Linked DNA regions of Drosophila melanogaster: regions 1 and 3 are each linked to region 2. Evidence: chromatin contacts called from public Hi-C data. All regions are on one chromosome and are shown on one strand. The core of a region is the stretch at or near the end of the contact, and the rest is flanking DNA. Distances in the headings are between cores, read along the strand shown. Region 1 holds the start of CG4080. Region 2 holds the start of CG13315. Region 3 holds the start of aay (astray).

Region 1 (4,352 bases), core at 256-2,755, 300 kb before region 2:
AACGATCGGTCCAAGTCCTGGGAGGACATGCAAAACGAGATCACCAGCTTCGATACCGTCGAGGACTTCTGGAGCCTATACAACCACATCAAGCCCCCATCAGAGATCAAGCTGGGTAGTGACTACTCGCTATTCAAGAAGAACATTCGGTGGGTTTGCTGTTTATTGCAATTCTGCCAAGATAACCTTTACTAACTGATATCTCATTTGCAGTCCCATGTGGGAGGATGCAGCCAACAAACAGGGCGGTCGTTGGGTCATTACCCTTAACAAAAGCTCCAAGACCGATCTGGATAACCTATGGCTCGATGTGGTAAGTGCACAAAGAAACGAGTGGTGAGCGGATGGTCTATTTATAGTGAATGTACATTCTTGAAATGCAAAAATATAGAAATAGGTGTATGATTTTGCAATATAAATTATAACTTATAGAAAATATCAGCTAAAAATACGCTAGTGCTAGCTTTTGTCTTAGGAACATTCAATAGTGAGCTTATATCATAAATATTTTTCGCATATGAGTAACTACAACTGTTTTGCCTTCCAGCTGCTCTGCCTGATTGGTGAGGCCTTCGATCACTCTGATCAGATCTGCGGCGCTGTTATAAACATTCGCGGCAAGAGCAACAAGATATGTAAGTTTTCACGCACACCCAACTTCAGCGGAATTCCTTTGTTTAACGATTAATGCTTTCCAGCCATCTGGACTGCCGACGGAAACAACGAGGAAGCTGCCCTTGAGATTGGTCACAAGCTGCGCGATGCCCTGCGTCTGGGACGCAACAACTCGCTGCAGTATCAGTTGCACAAGGACACGATGGTCAAGCAGGGCTCCAACGTGAAATCGATCTACACTTTGTAGGCGGCTAATAACTGGCCGCTCCTTATTCGGTCCGATCCCACACTGATTATTTTGTCTTTCATTTATTTATCGTTATAAGCAACAGTAGCGATTAATCGTGACTATTGTCTAAGACCCGCGTAACGAAACCGAAACGGAACCCCCTTTGTTATCAAAAATCGGCATAATATAAAATCTATCCGCTTTTTGTAGTCACTGTCAATAATGGATTAGACGGAAAAGTATATTAATAAAAACCTACATTAAAACCGGATACTTTTGATCTTTGATTTTGGAGATATTTTAAAATAGAAAAAAGTTAACCTATATTGTTTTTGGGATAATTACTTGTTGTATTACTAAAACGAGCTTGTATCCTAATATGGGCACCTAAAGCAAAACTTCCAAATTTGGAATTCAATTTGTTGCTAAAAATACGTTAGCAATTTCTAGGGTGGCCAAAAAAAAATGTGTATCGATATATCGATAGGTTTCCTAAATAGACATTAAAATAATTTTAGCTTTTTACTTATATTGTTAGAGTAAATACGTTTGTATTTAAAAAATAAGTCAGTATTTTTTTTTTATTAACCTATTATTGAATTTTATATGAGTGAGAGCTTTTCCATTCAGCCAAGAACGGTCACACTGCATGTGACATGTTTCAATTGTGTAGGCGCAGTCACACTGGTCGCGTCGCTCGTAGATATCGTGTAAGGATATGTCTCCGTGTTTAGCTAAATAAAATACATAAAATATATGTGCAATTCTAACAAGCATAGCCATTTAGCGTAGAGTAGTGGAACGAACAGCTCGTACCGGGCCAGTAACAACAAATTAACAAGCAAACGCACTAAAGTTTGTCGCGGAATAAAGATATAATAATAGACCAGCTAACCAACACAAACAAACACACACACGGCCAGAAGTTCGTTGGCGTTGAAAGGGAAAAATGAAACGAAATGAAAGGAGAATAACAGTGCAATAGATTCGGTTTACATTGTGCAAAAAATCGAAGTAGCCCCTGCCAACAGGGTCGCTAAAAATAAAGAAGGCGACAGCCTCTGTTTATCGTTGGGAATAAACAAATATATGGCCAGCGGAGGAGAATCATAACAAAGGCGCAAGACTAGCCAGCATAAAAGACAAAGGAGCTCTCCTCCCCCGCGTCCGCCACCCCCCTCCCTTTTTGGGGTTGAAAACCCCCCACGCGTTGCGGTGCAGCATCGCCCCGACTATGCGATACCCTGCAATCGAGTTTATAGTGCTATAGAGAGAGAGAGAGAGAGCGAGTTACGAACAAAATGCCTTGCGACAACGCCAAAACCTCTTCGGATATCGAGCATGTGGATTGGAATTCCGGCCAGCACTATGCGAATGTCAGGTGAGTTTTGAATGCCCTTGATATGGCCAAAAAAAAAGGAATCCTATAAGTTATTCAAGTACACCAAAGAACAAAAAAAAAAGTAAAATAAAGAAAAACGAGAAATAAAATAAAATCAAGTGCAAGCACGCAATTGAAAAATCGTGGGATGGTTGACATTCTTCTTGGCATTGTCCATTGTTTATTTATAGCCAGGAAACGGACATGATTTAAATGTTTGATTGTTCGTCGTTTGGGAAATCACAATAATTAAGTTCTCAACGCAGGCTGCAAGTGCTAAAAATCAATGTGTGTTCTTTGCGCCACAATAAACAAATCCAGCTGTCCATACCGACACGCAGATAAGATATACCTTAATCGAAATGAAAACGAAAATAACCCAATTTCAAGCAGCGATTGATTCATTCCCTTAATTTGTTGCTCTGCACCAACATCAACTGTTGAGATCTCAATCGTCGTAATCCCCATCTAACGCCTGCTAATGACAATCATTAGGCAATAGTTAACAACATTGACTTGTACTTACTTACTTACCATACTAGTTCCATGCCGATCGGCAACTTCGATTGAAATGCAAATATGGACACTACGATGCTGGGAAGGTGACAAGATCTTGACGCGAGGCGCCAGCTGTTATCTGTTTATACAATTATAGGTTTATAAATTACGCGCGATTTATTTATATTGCAATCTGACGTGACAGCGGGGCATTGACCATACCCAATACTCTTACGACTTTTAATGAAGCCAATGAGGTCTAAAATGAAGATAAATCATAAATATAATTATATATCAGTCATTGAAGACGTTCTCCATAACTAAAGCAGTTTAATGGTACTGGCTTTTCGATTCACTTAATTCGTATTGTTTGGTATTAGTATTTGTGGCTACCAACTTTTATTTGCCTCATAGATGTTGTATCTTTATCTTTAGTTATTCATCAAATTTTCAATGGAACGCTCTTAAATAAACATATTTACTCAATTGTATTTGAATGTTGAGAAATGCGGCTCTTGCGTAGCTATAATTTATATATGTATGCTCGTATTTTGTGAAATACAGACCGTTCAACACCCCCGATGTCAGTGTGATGAGCCTTATCACCTGGCCATCGCAAATCTAATCTGTCGCCGGAGTGAGTAAATGTGTCTCACTTTGCTGTTATTTCAGGTGTCGTTGTTGAATAAACATTGGCTATTGTATCGGCTTGGGCCATCACGATCAAATATTTGTCGACTATCGTGAAAATGTAAAATGGAGCGTAGCGAAAAACAAACCATTGATAAGAAGCGAATTTTCTCAAGCTTGCATTTCGCATGGGTTTTCCCAAAACAATAGCAATGTGTATACACACACAAACATTCATACATTGCATATGTATGCAAATGTATATTTTTGGTGGCGCCAGTTGGGGGGGTATAACTTTTGCATTAATTGCCTCGAACTTAAACCAGTTGGGTTTTGGACTTTAAAATAAGTTTTACACGCAGAGAGCGCTAAAAAAAAAAAAAAAATAATGCGCAAATTATCAAAAAGCATTCGAACAAAGCAAACGAACAGGCAGCGAAAACAAAGCGCAAAACAGTTGAATTGGACCCCGCCTGACTCCGATTTCCCCCTTCCCCCCTCCACCACCCATCCATCCCTTGGAATCATCCGGTTCCTTGCGCCATGCGAAGATTACTTGTTTCATCTGGTCCGGCGGAGCTGGTGAGGGCGTGGCCCGTTCCGTTGTGTTCGGGCGTGGAATTTAATAAAATGCGCTAATTTAGTCGTAATTACAAGTGGGCACGGGTGGTAATGAAGCGCTCAAAAGACCCAAATCTTACGCAAATAACACGAAATGCCCCCGTAATGTGAATTTACCAAACGACCCTCGCATAATTAGGCGATTTAAGGGTAATATGCTATATAAACTTAGTTATCAGATCCAGAGAAATCAACAATTATATTCTTACTCATTTTCAGTAAGTGTTGAGCCAAAGTATAATTTTGTAATATTAATCTTGGCTTTCAGTTTGAAAACAGTTCCGCTTTCATAGTACATACATTCATATTCGACTCTCTGTTGATAAACAAATTTTCCCCTCTTTTATCAGCTAATTATAAACAACATTCATAACGATA
Region 2 (4,284 bases), core at 1,608-4,107:
AATTGTAGCTAAAATGGTTTCATGTAAACGAAATTGTTGAGTATTTTTAGTCACGAAAGAGAATCGAAGTAAAACACAACACACCCCAAAAAGACCGAGACAGACAGACAAAAATGAAGAATTTACAATAAAATTGTGCAATTTTTACGCAGTTTCCATAGATTCTTCTCTGAATTAGTAGTAGTTGTCCTTATTTCCACAGATATTTGCACAGAATTTCGTTTATTGCCTTCTGCTGACAAACTGTCCATTGAGCCTCTTTCACTTGTTTAATTTTGATACCCTAGAAAGCCGAAATTCTGTTGCAAAATATATAGAAGAAATTAATCTTAAATTAATTCCAAGTGCAAGTCGCACATTGTGAGAATCTGTGCTGAAGCCGATGCAGGATAAAAATAAATACACTTGTAGACAAAAAAAAAAAAGGATAACGACGCCGCGATACAGATACCGATACACCTATGTTAAGCCAATTAAAGCGCCCAATGAATGTGCTATAAAGCGAACGCGATAGGATTACCAGAAAAATACATAGCAATGATTAGCTGAAACGTAATGAAAATACTAGACAAATTATACTTTTAGCTAAAATCAAGTGGAACTATGAAATTGTATCCAAATTCTTCCGTAAAAGAAAGCACATTTCTAGCAAACAATTTACCATACATAAGAGTCTAATATACATATACTACTATACTGAGCAGCATAAAAGTAGAGTCAAGGAAATACGTAAATCAGATGACACAAATATAAGATACGCCCGAAATACAGAGAAAAACTACAGATCAGATCAAGGCAATTGCAGCCCACTAAGGAAATGATATCAGCATGGAAAAGAGATTTGAGATTTGATTGGGCATAGATGGAGAATGATGGGATTAGGATTAGCAATAGCCGATAGCAAAGGGCCCGATTCTAGAGAAATATCCAACTGATCTCTACTGTGTTCTATGCTTTAGTGGGGGGGACACATATGTATGTACGAAAATAAGCAAAGTACATATAACTTGAAAACCCAAAGTATTACCATTTTGAGCTGCAATATTTTTTAATCAAATACCAAACGAAAGATGAAATGGATTTAATAATAGTAAAATACAAAGATAATAATTAATATATATTTTTCTCTTTTGAGATAAACCAAACGGAAACACTGTTTTCACATGAATTGAGTTAGGCAACAAATAAACGAGGTCATAAAATAACATAACATATTTCAAAAAAAGTATCAAAACCAAAGCTAGCTAAGGAAATGCACAAAGTTTTGTGTGTATTTTTCGGTTTTTATTCATGTGTGTAAATCTTCCGTGTGCAAAACAAAAAAAAAATAAATAAATAAAAACGAAGTATGAAAAAAGAAGCAAACCAGAACTACACTACACTACAAAAGCAAAGCCAGACACTAAGCCCAACTGAAATTGTCAAATATAAATTAATATATATGAGGTCTATATGAGTATATATTTAGATAACAATTATATTATATATATATACATATATATTATATACATACTGTGTGCAAATTATTCAGATCCATCAAAATACGATGCGGAAAAGTCTCTATATATATTTAGTAAAATTAAAACGAAAGCGAATGAAAAATGAATACGTAGTACAATGACAAGCGAAATAAAAAGTATAAAGCAAAAACATATATGAAAACACAAAATTTGAGGAAACGGAAAATTAAAAAGAATCTATGAATAGCATATAAAAATAATTATTTATAAAGGCTGTAATTTTAAGTAAAATGATCAACCCGATAAACATGATAAAACTCAAAAATAAAACACAAAAAAAAAAAAAACGAAAACCAAACAAAAAACTTAACATAAACATATTTCACCCACAATGCAAATTAAATTAAACTAAAACAAAATGTAAACAAATCGCGAGAATATACTATAAAACATAAGTAAGAAACGATATCTAAAAACGAAATTATAAAGCTAAACGAACAAATTATATGAAGTAAAATTACATACCAAACCAAAGGAAGTAAAGCATAAATATAAAACCCCAAAATTATATATATACGAGAACTCAATGTATGTAATAAATATAAAACTAATTAATAAAATCTTAAAAATGGAATAAACCGAATGAATCAATTGGGCTTTCATTTGGAATCATACGATGATTGTGACATTTAGATTTAGGTCATTGCTTCTGGAACTGATGACGCATTTAGCAGACCCCCGTCAGACTTCGGTCCAGAAAAAAAAAAACGAATAATATTCTCTTATCTACGCGCTAGAATGCATTTATTAAATCTTTGCCATTTATTTCTTTTTTTCATATATACATATATGTATATATATATAATGCCAAGGTACATGAAAAGTCGTAGCGCCAGCTTCGTTTAGATTCGATTAACTCTAATTTGCACGATAAGAACTATCGTTTTGGAAAATACTCTATGCATAATAAATACAAAGTGCACAAAAAAAATTTACATATGTATGTCTAGTGCGACATTAGGAACATGTCAAGGCCGGAACTAAAACTAATCCCTAATCACGGATATAGCTGCGATCATAGTTCTGCATCCGTACACTCTGAGGCGCCTTCTGGGTGCGATCGAAGTTCTGCAGCTTGTTGGTCTTCAGCATCCGGGGATTGGGTCCGGCTGAGGTGCGCCAGTAGACCGTCTGCACCGCATTCCGTCCGGCAATGTAGCGCGTAGTCGCTCCGATCAAATGGTTCACCTTAGTGGCAGACATCTTGGGGATATTGTTGTGTGTGTGTGTTCGTTTAGTATCACAGTTGGGTTGCTTTCGCTATAGAGTCGTCTCTATATCTGGGTTGTTCCTAATGAATTCGTACGATCATTGGCGCGCTCGTTTCGTTTCTGTGGCCTCACTTGGCTCCGGATCCACTATTTATAGCGATGCCTTATCAGCACTTTTATACTGGCATATGTATGGTCATTATCTTGCAAGTAGTTGGGGCTTATCAGGTGTGTGTTGCTCAAAAGGGTTTCCAATTGATTGGCTTACGACCAGGCCTTTATTTGCTGGCCATGCAACCCGAATGCAAGGCGAAATGCGACGCACTTTTGGCCAAAGTTTGTTATTCAACGTTTCAGATTGCATTGTTTATTTCTAATTGGCTGTTGTTTAGACGTGTATCCGTAAGCAAAATGGAGAAATAGCCTTCATCGTACTTCCCAAGTGCAGCTCGAAGTCCAAAGGCTGATCTCTACAGCTGTATCATTATTGCACAATTAATCAAATACCCCTCAGGCCATGACGTAAATCCTAATAAAATGTATGTACAGTCAAGCATGCGCCACTAAAGCTGACCTAATTAAAAAACTTAAGTCAATTTGCATTGATTCCGGGAGGCATTAGATTAACTGAAGTAACTCACATATTTATACAACTATAGTTTTGTAATTTTTTTTTTTTGTAATATGACTGTTATGTATGCATTTATTGAGGATGCACCGAACCGCAGCCAGAGATATCTATATTTTGCTAGACTATGTTGATAATTCTGCACCTGATGCTTTGTTGTCTAAAATAATCTTAAAATAATAAAATGTGTGCTGTAGGTCATGGGTTTCGCCTGATAGAAGTTCTTCTGTAAGCGATGTTTCTGGCCTTTGTATTCCAATATTGAGGTTACATTTATGCCTATTTATGACACTAGCTAACCAGCTGATTGCCTAGTTGGACCGAGCTTTAAGATATGTGCCACCAGCTTCGTTCTTCTCTAATACATACATACTATCATGAGTACTCTACGTGTGCGGCGGGAGCTCCTCTTATCAGTTTTGTGAGTCGGCGACTGCTTGTGAATTATTATTTTCAAAACAAAACGTCAAGCTGGCACACGGTCTATTACTGCAATCAGGCGTTGTAAAATCCGGCAGAAAGTGTGCGGGTGAGGAATCGTTAAGTCAACAATAACAAAAAAACCACAATAAACCACTATGAACGCACACTTCAAGTTCAAGTGCGATTCAGAACCAGCGGGGGCCATGCAATCTAGCCCTTATCTAGCCCTAGCACGCTGTCTGCTAGTGCTTCAGGAACCAATGCATTCGCTGGCTGGAAAAAAAAAATTAATCATCGCGATCAGGGGGGAATATTTTGCTGCCGAAACTTTTCCACGCAAACCCTGGAGCTTGTTTTCTCTTTACGAGCGAGTCCAGACTTTAAGTGCTTCCTTTAGACTTCTTCTTTTCAGCCTGATTACAGAGCGAGCTTGTTCCCGTTTCTGCTAATCAACAAAGAAACCGAAAATATCAAAGCAAAAAAAAAAAATGTTTATAAATAA
Region 3 (4,733 bases), core at 1,648-4,147, 330 kb before region 2:
CCGCTTTCGTGCCGCTGCCTTGTGGCTCAGTGGGCACATAAATAAAACATCTTTACGTCATGCGACGCGCTCTGAAGTCATGACCAATAGACAAAGACACCAGCGGCCACGCAGAAATAGCCAACAAGCGCCTCATTTGCATGGCATCCATGATTGTATTATAGAGTAGAATTTCTGTTATGTCTGCACTTCCCTTAAATGTGGCTTTTTTCCAAAATCTACGTTATTTAATTAGCATCCACAGTGAAACATTTACTGGATAAATTACTTCTTTAAGTAATAAATTGCACTTTGAACTATTTAAATAAAATAACGTACAATGAGAATTGGGAAGGCCTCAGAAGGCCTCCTTTATAGAATCCTTACTGTCACCCAAATCACCCAAATTGAGTGATTCAGATTCACTTGGGCTGCAGGGCATAACAGACGCCTTTTAAGCCCAGTTCATTAGGATGGTGATATCATCGGCGGCTGCTTTTTTCCCGTTCTGCGTTCGAATGCAACCTTAATTCACGCCCCTATACCGTTCAAACGGCAGTCGAATCACGCCTAATATGGTCCACATTTAAGCTGGCTCAAAGCGTTTCCCGCCGCCAATTAAACACGATGACGTTGACCGCCAAACCGCCCGTTCCATTCATGGTTTACCGCCCAATGCTGGCACCCACGCTTCGGCCTTGCCTTTGTTTTTGCTTCTGCTTGCCAACTGTTTCAACTCCGCTGGAGTCGATTACAGCAATTGATAATTGCCGCAGAGGCGTTGTTTTCTGGTTTTTAACGGCCTTTTGAGCCGCCAATTGCTGGCACCTTCGTGTTAAAATCGAAAGGAATTCAAGCTTGGGCAATTAAACAGCTGGTCTTCAATCGCAAGTAAAGCAACAAATTTGATGCTTAACAAAAGTATTAGTTTTCCTACAAATGTCCATATGCCCAATCTAAATTCTCTCATAGTCGAATTAGTTTTTAATTTGGCTTCAATACATAAAGAATATCTAAATGGGTTAAAACACACCCATTTATCCAAAATTTTGAAAGTTGAAATCTGGAATCGGCTGCCCACTAATTATTTATTTTCCCACGACCCTTCACCTTTCGGTCTATTGTTATCATTTTGTTCTGGTATGTAGATATAATAGGCTTATAGACTTACTGGTTTCGAAAGACGTCAGAAGTCGAAAGTAAATTCGTCATGAAAAGAGCATTTGTTTTGTTGTTGTAACCTAATGGGCTATTATTGCAACTGCTAATAGCTCTGCAAGGCTGCATTTAAAACATTTAGGCTTTAATTGGTTTTACCTAATTGGTACCTACAATCAAAAATTTAAATAAAGTATTTAACATACTATTCCATAGAAAAATGAATGTTTTATTTAAACTTTTGTTGTATTTTTCGTTTTTGTTCGCCATAAACATATAAATACAGAAATTTATTTTTATACATATTTTATGTGCATGAAATTTCTTTAAATTAAATAAATTGCTTACAGTTGGATGCTAAAGCGTGAACTGTTCATTAGCATAAGGGCGCACCCTGTATTTTTACAACTTCTGCTGATTCACTAACAGTGCGCGCTTAACATATTCTGTTAAGTTAACAGTAACAAAGTTGATTTCACTTGTTCGTTTTCCATTTATTACTATCGCTTTTTATTATTGTTTAATTACGAACTAACGTACATATTATTACACACATACTTGGGCATAAACATGTGCATCACTACGAGCTATAACACGTTGATTTCAAATACTAAATTCGCCACTCCCCCACCGCCTTACGTATACGTATCTCACTGCCCCATCAGCTGCTCAAAATCCGTTACGTAATACTGTGCACGGCGATAGACCTCCGGCCGCACGACATTGCCACCGAAACCTATAAAGTAGTTGGCTGGCGGTACGGCCTCCAGATCGGTGGCTCCATCGCCGATCATGGTGATTAGGGAATCGTCGCTATTCTCCTTCCTTATCAGGGCGATAGCCTCTGCCTTTCCGCCGGAACGCGAAGTGGGCTGGTTGATATCAAAGCTATCGTATTCGCCCAAATAATCGAACAGCATCTTGTTGGCATAGACGTTTTTCAGGGGAATACCCAATTCATTGGCCACGGGCGCAATTAGGCAATCGAATCCGCCGGAGATCAAGTAAACCTGTTTTCCCTCCGCCTTCAAATGGCTGACGAAACGCTTCACGTTTTTGCTCAGTGTACTGGGTCGCTCCTGGATGAAATCCCTCACTTGCTGCTGTGTCGGCCGTATGATGTTCAAGCGAATTTTGAGGGCATCCTGGAAGGTCATGGCACCGCCCATCGCCTCCTTGGTAACGCGAGCCACCTCGCTCCCCTTGCCACAATATTCGGCCAGTTCGTCGATGCCCTCCTCGCAAATCACCGTGGAGTCCACATCGAAACAGACGATCTGCGACTGCTGGATGACCTTGGCCGCCAACTGGGGCTGCTTGGGCGGTGTTATGGCCGAGGCCACAGTGGTTTTCGCCGCGCCACCGGTGGTGCCATTGCCATTGCAATTCAGCTGTTTGGTCAGCAGATTATGGCCATTTGTGGCTGCTGCAGGACGCGCCAAACTCAATACGGAACCGCTCATCTCGACCGGCGAACACGTTGTGTTTTTTGGAAGCGGTTTAAGTTTTGGCTTTTCGTTTAACGTTTGGCGTAAAAGCTTCGGCTGTGTTTGGTGCCCAAAATTTTCCACTGCTTCTCTTTTTGTGTATCTCTTATATCTTGTGCTTTTTTGTTGTGTATGTTTTCTCGTTTCTTTTTGCACACGCGCTTCGCGTTGCGGGCCAGCTGTTTTTGTTTGATAAGTGGTTACGGTTTGTGTGTGCCAGCGGGTTTTCCTTAGTCGAACTGCTCGCGATGACTGATTTTTCACAAGTGACTCAAAAACAGTCGATCGCCCTTTTAAGAAAACCCGCTCAACGCACACAAAAGCGGTTTCTCTCTTTTTGTCGTTCTCTCTTTTCACACTGACCACACGGAACGAAAAAATGATTACCGACCACACGGAAAGAAAAATTTATGTCCAGACGAAACTATTTTTGTCCAACTAGCTGATTTGCATAACAATTTAAGCCACAAGAAACTAGATTAAAATTTTACATTTAAATACATTATCAAATCGAAATATCAATAATTGTAATTTATTCTTACAAAATGTAAACGCAGTTGCTTTCTTTTCAGTGTAGCGATCGAACGATAAGCATTACAAGTGTGCGAGTGGGAGAGAAATGCGTTTTTGTTACAAACTCCAAACCGTTTTCGTTTTTCGGTCAGTTCAAGAAGACTTCCAGAATACCCTAACTTCTATGGCTTATATTTTTATCCGCGAATTACGCTCAATTTTCATTTAATCAGTTTCAATTGAGAGAGAATTGCTTTGGGGGAACGTGAACCTTTGATCACAACATGTGCTGCATGAATGCGACAATGTCTGCTTATCACAAAATATATAAACAATAGAAACAATTATGGTTGAGCTGTCATTAAACTCGCGACACTCGACTGCTTAGAAGAACCGCCTAGAACCAGATTTTCCAGCAGGAGACCATCGCTCCTTATCTTTTCTGGCACCATTTCATACTTGAAGATTGCCAGGAGACCTGGTTCTGGGTCCAGACATCGAAAGACTACCTCAAAAATTATCGACAAACAAATAACAAGTGTGGCATTTATGACCCCGGTTCTAGAAATGTTGTCTGGTAAAATCCAAACACGGGCGCATGCTGCTTATCACTTTGAAAACGAAGTGTACTTTTTGCGTCTGGTTGATCCCCCTGTTTTCAATACTTTCTTTTTTGCATTAATGCTTAATCATTGATGTGGAAAATAACCGAAATCTCAGCTGATTAACGCTGGTGTAAGCCTTAGGTATTTTTAAATCGGCTAGACTTATATTTAAACTGTTCCAGTCCGACATTCTGATGCAATTTATAGCTACTGTTGCAGTGTCATACGCTTTCATGTAAGGTGAAGTATCTTTTTTCTCAATTTTCTCTCCGAACATTCATGATTTGACTTTTGAGTCTCCGGTAATTAGATACAAATCAACAACAAAAGCGAGGGGCGTGCAATTGCAAGTGGCAAAAACAACAATGACGGCTGTAAATGCAATTCTCTCTGCGGTTTCTTGTTTTTGTTATCGTTGCTATGGCACTTTTTTCGCAATTGTAGAATAACAAGTTGTTTTGATCGTTTGCGATCGTTCCGTTCGTGGTAAACAGCTCAAAAACAACAAAAAGTAAACTGCGGCTAGACCGCAAAAAGTATTTCAATGCCACGTTATCGATAACGATAAACAATTCATTGCGTGCAATGCGTGCATGTGCATGTTTGAACATGTTCTCATGCATATTTAAAGCTTACTTCGGCCAACGACTTCCACTAAACAAAGCCGTAAACAGTTGACTGCTTTTAATTGCCGTTGCCTCGAGCGACCAAATAACCAAAGAAGGAAGGAAAATCCAAGGGAATAACGGCCCCGACCACACCTGTACCTTTACCTGAGCCTGTCAGCGGCTGCGGCACCTGTCGTTTACCGTTATTTTTTGTTTTACCTTGGCAACTCGTCTTGGGTTTTGGGTGTACCTTTCGGCTCTGCATTTATCGATTGACCTTGTTGCTGCATAAATTTCCAACCAAGTCCGTTTCCATTTTGTATATGTATGTACACACTTTCCCTGGACATACAAACTAAATAGAGGTAGGCTCGTCACCTGAT

Evidence for each region. Hi-C and Micro-C count contacts between places; a contact is called where the count stands out from the background.
Region 1: a Hi-C map of the Kc167 cell line shows a contact between it and region 2, with 2.1 times the contacts expected there. A contact is called at or near these places in 2 of 107 Hi-C or Micro-C datasets (the Kc167 cell line and embryo) and 1 of 7 datasets of targeted methods (the Kc167 cell line).
Region 3: a Hi-C map of the Kc167 cell line shows a contact between it and region 2, with 2.0 times the contacts expected there. A contact is called at or near these places in 1 of 107 Hi-C or Micro-C datasets (the Kc167 cell line) and 1 of 7 datasets of targeted methods (the Kc167 cell line).

What each region holds. Positions count from the first base shown.
Region 1 is chr3L:9,396,380-9,400,731 of dm6, reverse strand. It overlaps CG4080, which reads left to right and starts at 1,505. Exons shown (of 6, transcript NM_001259766.2): 1 at 1,505-2,225. The coding sequence starts at 2,146. It overlaps eIF4E1 (eukaryotic translation initiation factor 4E1), which reads left to right. Exons shown (of 6, transcript NM_168335.2): 3 at 1-149; 4 at 214-313; 5 at 548-635; 6 at 699-1,114. The coding sequence ends at 862.
Region 2 is chr3L:9,095,450-9,099,733 of dm6, reverse strand. It overlaps CG13315, which reads right to left and starts at 2,857. Exons shown (of 1, transcript NM_144186.2): 1 at 2,240-2,857. The coding sequence starts at 2,723. The coding sequence ends at 2,514. It overlaps bol (boule), which reads left to right. Exons shown (of 8, transcript NM_001274685.2): 8 at 1-2,105.
Region 3 is chr3L:9,421,417-9,426,149 of dm6, reverse strand. aay (astray) reads right to left here and starts at 2,897. Exons shown (of 1, transcript NM_079277.3): 1 at 1,369-2,897. The coding sequence starts at 2,600. The coding sequence ends at 1,788. The region is part of intron 1 of Atat (alpha-tubulin acetylase); the gene reads left to right.